2 separate regions of the Macaca mulatta genome follow, and region 1 is linked to region 2. Evidence: chromatin contacts called from public Hi-C data. All regions are on one chromosome and are shown on one strand. Each heading gives the region's core, a stretch centred on a gene start, on an enhancer-like site or on the middle of the called end of the contact. The rest is flanking DNA. Distances are from core to core; before and after follow the strand shown. Region 1 holds the start of UBQLN1 (ubiquilin 1). Region 2 holds the start of IDNK (IDNK gluconokinase).

Region 1 (3,228 bases), core at 225-2,724, 85 kb after region 2:
TAAACCAATATCCCAATCCCCTACAGTCCCTGGGGACTCTGATAGGTACATTTCAGGAATTGTTGATTGTTTCCTGTCACAAACTGTTCACGTTGTGTGCGATCTTCAGAGATTAAGTCAATAATCATGGAAAATACGACGTATTCAACAATACACTAAAATTATTTGTTAAATTCCACCAAGGATCTTAATTAACTGCAAGATTTGTATTCCTGAACGAAGTTTAAGTAATATTCTCCATTAACTCCAATTTTCTTTTATTTGGCTGCAACAGCTAATATCAACATCGCTATCGCCTCTCTAAAATCAAACAAAAACCTACCCAATGACTGGCATCTAAGAGATGATAAACATACTAAAAGGGAAAGAGCAAGTCATCAATGAAAGAAAGTCATTCACTTTTCTCCTTAAACCTAGTACTATTACTATTACTTAAGATGGAGCTAAAATCGGTTTCTACGTCATAATTTTTTTAAAAAGGTTGCAAGGTGGGAAAGATTTCAGGAGTTAAAATGCAGAACTAAATATACACGTGCACCTCACCCCAAAACCTATCTTAACAAGCAGGCACGTAAAACAACGAGGATCCCACCCAACCCCTTTTTTAATTCATAAAGCAAAACCGCAGCCTGAGCTAAAGCGAACCCTCGCCCCCGCCCAGCCTCCACCCCGCCCGGAGCCTAGCGGTGGGTCCCTTTCCTTTGTGAGGAATTGGAGGGGAGGCGACGGAGGGCGGGGAACTGGGGGAGGAGGCTGAGGGTCGGCGGATGCCAGGGAAAGAAGGCTCCGAGAAAAGCGGCATCGGCCCGTCCCACAAACAGGCCGCGCCGCCACGCCACAAACCACTGCGGTGTCCCAAAGCGCAAACCCACTAACTTGGGTGTGATCTAATTTGGGACGACGCCCGGGAGAATGGCCGAGGGCACCTGGGAGGATGACCCCTCTCCCAGGTCCTTCCCAAAAGGTCTCTTGGCGCGGCGGGCGGAGGTCCTGCCGCCACCCCCATCCCGGCCCGAGCACCAGGCGACCTCACCTGCTGGACGGAGCTATTCTCGGGCACGGCGAATTCCTCCTTTTCCTTCGGTGTCTTCACGGTGACTTTCATGATTTTGGGCTCCGCGGAGGCAGCGGCCGCGGGGACGCCAGCACCTTCGGCTCCGGCAGCGCTATCCTGGGAGCCCGGAGGACCGCCGCTTTCACCACTCTCGGCCATGGCTGCAGCGGCGGCGGCGGTGACTCAGGCAAGCAGGAGTGAGCAGGCGAGCAAGGAGGAGCCAGCAGACACCAAAGCCGACAGGCCTGGACAGCGAAGAATGCAGAGCACGCCGCCTCACTAGCAACGGGCGCAGGGCCACCCTAGCGGGTGTGGGGCCTCGGAGCTCGGTGCAGGCTCTGGCGCAGGCCCGGGTCAGGCGCTCGGCAGTCGCCGTGTGTTCAGGCGCCGCTCGCTCACATCGACATCCGCAGCAGCCACCGCTTCCTCCTCCCTGCCCCTTCCCCCACGTCCCTTCGCCGGCGCCGCGCGGAGCACGCCGGGTAACGCGCCTGGCGGCGTCGCCGAGTCATCCCTGGCTGGCGCCGCTTTGAGCTCAGCCTACGTGCCTTTTCCTTTCCCGCTCCATTGCCCAAAGTGTAGGCGAAGCCAGTGTGAAGGACTAAAAGCAAAATGGGGCGGGGCAGCTCAGTTCATGGTTTTTTTCCGTTCCCTTCACCAAAAACTAAATTGCAGTTTCCAGTTAAGCGCTGTAACGGCGCACCGAGATGACGTCAAGGTTAGCGAAATTACTAGAAAGGGACCAGTGGGCCCTGCGACCGCGGATGCGCCTGCGCGCTCGCGGTCCAGGTAATCTCCCCACCTTACTTCATTCCCGGCTGGGCAATGCTCAGCCCTCCGCGCTGTCACAGTCGCCTTGCCCTGCCTTGCCTCTCTGCCTACTCTGCGTTCCCCGCTGGGAGGAGGGTCTGGTGATAAAATAGCGGCGAGGTATTTTGTTGTTATTTTAATATGCTTAGCGTTTCATATTTGGAGGGCTGGTATTGCCCTATGCGGGGGAGTTGGGATAAGTTAATGGCGGAAAGGTCCACAGCACAACAAACAGAAAATGGAGTAAACGCCTGTGACTGCCCTGCGCAATCCCGCGGAGTCATTGCTTCGTGGCCAGAACTTATTTACCGCCCTCGGGTTAGCCCTGTTTGGTCAGACGATCAATCAGGCGACCTGTATTGACAGTGGCCTCTGCTGCTGCGATGACAGCTGTGCGCGAGCGCCCCCCGATTCTCTGTGAACTCGATTTCCTACAGTGTGTAGGGCGGAACAGGGTGCCCGAGGAGTGTCCACCCAACTGGGACAATGTAATATAGCTGAGGTGTTCACTTTCTATTCTATCAAGTTACTGCTCAATGTCAGGCTTTAAGTGGCATTAAAGATAGTTCCAAAATTATTTTCAGTGTAATACAGATAGAAATAAATTATCTCTGAGAATCCGAATTTGAAATTATATCATTTGGTTTTAAAGATGACTTGCAAGGAAAGTACAAACCAGCACATTAACTATATTAATCAGTGTTGCACAATTTAAATCCTGACAGCCCATGGTGACCCAAATCCGCAAAGATACATTTTGCATTTCTGCTCCTAAGCCGTCCAACCCTGTTCTCAGAATAAATACTGTTACATAAACACGACTTTTTAGCAGAGCTATATGGAATCTGGGTCTAAGAGAATTCTGAGGGTATCGATTTCAGGATAGACATCATTTGATATCACCTAAATTTCTGGCAGCGTGGCTCAAATAACAAGGCCTTCTGCTTAATGAAGGATGACTACTTGGTTATGTCTAGGTGTGAGGTAATCACTGCTTCTCAAGATAGAAAGTGCCACAACTGGACAATCAATCATTTGGAATTTCTTCCATATGTCTAAATAAAATTTCTCCTCAACTTCATCAGCTCCTCATTACCTGTTTTTCCCTGTCATGCTGTGTCTTACCTGCACGCTTTGCCTAAGCTGCCTTCCTCTACCTAGAATGACTTTCTCCTTGCCTTCACCTGTCTAACTTCTATGCATCCTATATCACATGCTCCAGGAAGACTTGACGGTTTTTCTCTTGATTCTCCAGCAAATACCGTGTGTGTGTGTGTGTGTGTGTGTGTGTGTGTGTGTGTCTCCATGCATTTATGGACTTTGCAATTATCTGTGTCTACATTGTCTAAAAATGTTTGATGTGT
Region 2 (2,940 bases), core at 369-2,868:
TTGCAGTAGACCTAAAACCAGACCAATATTCAGCCTCTGGGTTGCCCCATAGTAACAGCTGGGAAGCACCAAGACAACCAGGACCAGCAGGTGGCACTCTTTGGAAAGCAAAAAATGTGGGATTCAGCTCTTAGGGGCACCTCTGAAGTTCTGCTGTCCTGGAAGCAGGCACAGGGTTTCACTGACACTGGTGTGCTGGGTATCTTTCATTGGTCCCTCCAGATACAATCTCCACCGTTCTCTTCCCTGCTCTGAGCCCAGGAAATTGGCATGCATGGGCACCAATGGACTCCCTAGCTCTCCACCTTCCAATTGGGTTTGACGGGTGGGGTTTGGCCACTAGCAGATCACAGTGCAAGAGGAGGGGAGGAGAGGCTATTTATTCTCCTGATTATTTTTCTGCTGGGTCAACAAGGAATGTCTGTCTCTCTTCCTAAGGCTACAGTCCTGTCAGATACTTCTTTCTATATGGTCTATTCTCTCTGTCTCTTTCTTTCCATTCTCTTCCCTTCTCATATAAAGGCTCCCTCTCATCAGCCCCTTTCTATTTAAGAGTGAAAACACTTCTCAGTTACTCAGATCCGGACTCTGCCCCTAGTTGCTTTTTCTGACCCTACCCACATCTCTACAAATAGTCCCTTTGTTAAATTCTGTTCACCTGCCCCAATTTGAGCATGCTGTTTCCTGCCGCCACCCTGAGCAGCACAGCAAGTTTAAGATCCTTGGACATGTCTTGGGAAAGAAATCCAAGGAGAAGAACCAGATTTTCTGCTAATAATTCTGATTTGAACAATGAAAGAAATATGAGATTTTTTTTTTTCATACTGAGCTAGAGAAGCAGGACACAAGTTAGAGTATTTGCATACACATCTATTCCTCTTATCAAGCTTGAGAATGCCGAGAGTGTAATCTTTTAAATGCATATTAATATTACCAGCACATGGTAGATGTTCAAGAAATGAGTATTGACCATAACTGAGTTGTAAGACCTTCTCTCCAAGCCTCAATTTCTTCATCTGTACAGCCCCCATCCAGATTGAAATCTCATCTACTCAAGCTAAGTATATGAAAAACAAAGGCAGTGCAGGAGTAATTGAACTATTCATTAGATAAATGCTTTTATGTCACTTTTATTGTTTTCTAGGACACAGAGTAATACCTACGACCTTGGTTAACAAAAGACCAAAGGAGGTGATGCCAAATGCAAAAGACCAAAGGAGGTGATGCTAAATGCGGTTAGAAGTGCTTTTAATCAAATAGTTCAAACGACACATAATTAACACATTGTTTTAAAGCAAATGGACACTTTAAAGTGGAGCTCCGTCCTCTTAAAGTCCCAACAAGAGCTGGATTTAATAGCAGAGCCACACAGCCATGACATACGCTGCTGTGGTCAACCCTCAACCTTAAGTTTGACACCAAAAGATGGCCGCCATTTATTATTGTGACAAAAGGCCAGATTACAAAACGCTGTGTACGGCCTGATCCCAGTTTTACAAAATATTCATACCCATCTACCTACGCGGGGGCGCGGGGAAAGGGGTGTCGTTTTAGGAAGTGCTGCTTATGCTGCCTGGTGTGGGAAAGTATGAGTCTTATTTTCCGTTTATTCTTTCTATAAAACATTTTTATAAATGAATGAATGAATGCTTTCCATGGGTGGATGACGATCCGGCCTGCCAGGGTGAGGCTCTTCTGGAACCAAGAGGGGCCAGGACAGTAGGAAGACAGGTGGCGGGGCTTTGGGCGACTATGGGCAGCCCAGGGAGACGCCAGTGCCAGGCCGGGCGCGCGCTTCACTTCCGGGAAGAGGAAAGAGGGAGGGGAGGGGAGAGGAAAAGAAGGGGCAGGAGAGAGAGATGGGGAGGTTGGGAAAGGGAGGCGGAAAGCATGGAAAAGGGGCGCGGGGAAACCGGGGGAGCGCAGAGGGGCACAGCCCTCACTCGCCCTGCCTGGGCGGGAGCGGCTCCGCCCCTCGGGCGCCGGGAAGGCCGGGGACGGCGGGGCCCGGAAGGTGACTGAAAGGAGCCAGGCTCGGGTCATGGCGGCGCCGGGCGCGTTGCTGGTGATGGGCGTGAGCGGCTCGGGGAAGTAGGTCCGGGAGAGGGCGGGGGGCGCCCGGGAGAGACGTTGCGGGCGCGGCGGAGGCCGGACGTGTCGCCGTCCCTGCCGGTGAAATGGGGTCGTGGGGACCCCCCACCCTTCCCTTTGCGGATGAAGAAACCGAGGCCCGCGGCTGCGCGCACTCTCCCCGCCCACCAGCCTGCTAGCAGAGCGCCCATCCTGGGACCGCATCCGAGCCCAGGGTTCCCGCTCTAAGACAGGGAGGCTGCAGCGACCGCATGCTCAGGGAGGAAGCCGCTCCTGAAGAGGCGGCTGCAGGGCCGCGCAGTGGAGGCCTAGCGAGCGGCGCTGGGCTCGGTTTCCGGGCGCCTCGTCGGGGCTAGGCGGGAGGGTGCACGGCCTCTAGCGAGAGGACGCAAACCACGGCCCAGGCTCTCACGGACCTTTGGCCATCTGAACACACAGCGGCCTCCTCCTGTGAGGCCCTGGACTTCTCCGATTCGATTTTGTAAAGTGAATCGTTTTCCCCTTCCTTTCATCAGCTTAACCTGGAAGGAGACAGCGTTAATATGGAGGGTAGCTCCTGAAGGTTTGGAAAGAAAGGAGAGAATTGTGGAAACCACATAGGTAGCCCAGTGTGCTAATTTGGAGACTGAGGAGTTAACATTTGGCTTCCTGTTTAAACCAAAGTCTAACTGTGCCCTTTATCAGAAAAGACAGCTGCTGCAGCATTCGACCACAGGCAGCAAAGGATAGAACTTGATCACCTAAAACATTATAACCTTCAAGGGCCTATAGGACCCTTCTAGAATTTTCTGAATCAGGAACGGCCCATGTTGTGGCCCGTGTAGTCAGGTGTAAAGACTTACTCCAGGT

Evidence for each region. A called contact is a pair of places that touch in the nucleus more often than the background predicts.
Region 1: a contact with region 2 is called in a Hi-C map of liver, with 3 times the contacts expected there. The contact joins the promoter of UBQLN1 here to the promoter of IDNK in region 2. A contact is called at or near these places in 4 of 14 Hi-C or Micro-C datasets (blood, cortical neurons, fetal cortical plate and 1 more).

Annotation. Positions count from the first base shown.
Region 1 is chr15:114,634,034-114,637,261 of T2T-MMU8v2.0, forward strand. UBQLN1 (ubiquilin 1) reads right to left here and starts at 1,475. Exons shown (of 10, transcript XM_015118003.3): 1 at 1,034-1,475. The coding sequence starts at 1,213. It also overlaps the pseudogene LOC114672828.
Region 2 is chr15:114,548,652-114,551,591 of T2T-MMU8v2.0, forward strand. It overlaps IDNK (IDNK gluconokinase), which reads left to right and starts at 1,619. Exons shown (of 5, transcript XM_028835291.2): 1 at 1,619-1,684. All of the region lies in intron 1 of LOC144334738 (a long non-coding RNA gene), which reads right to left.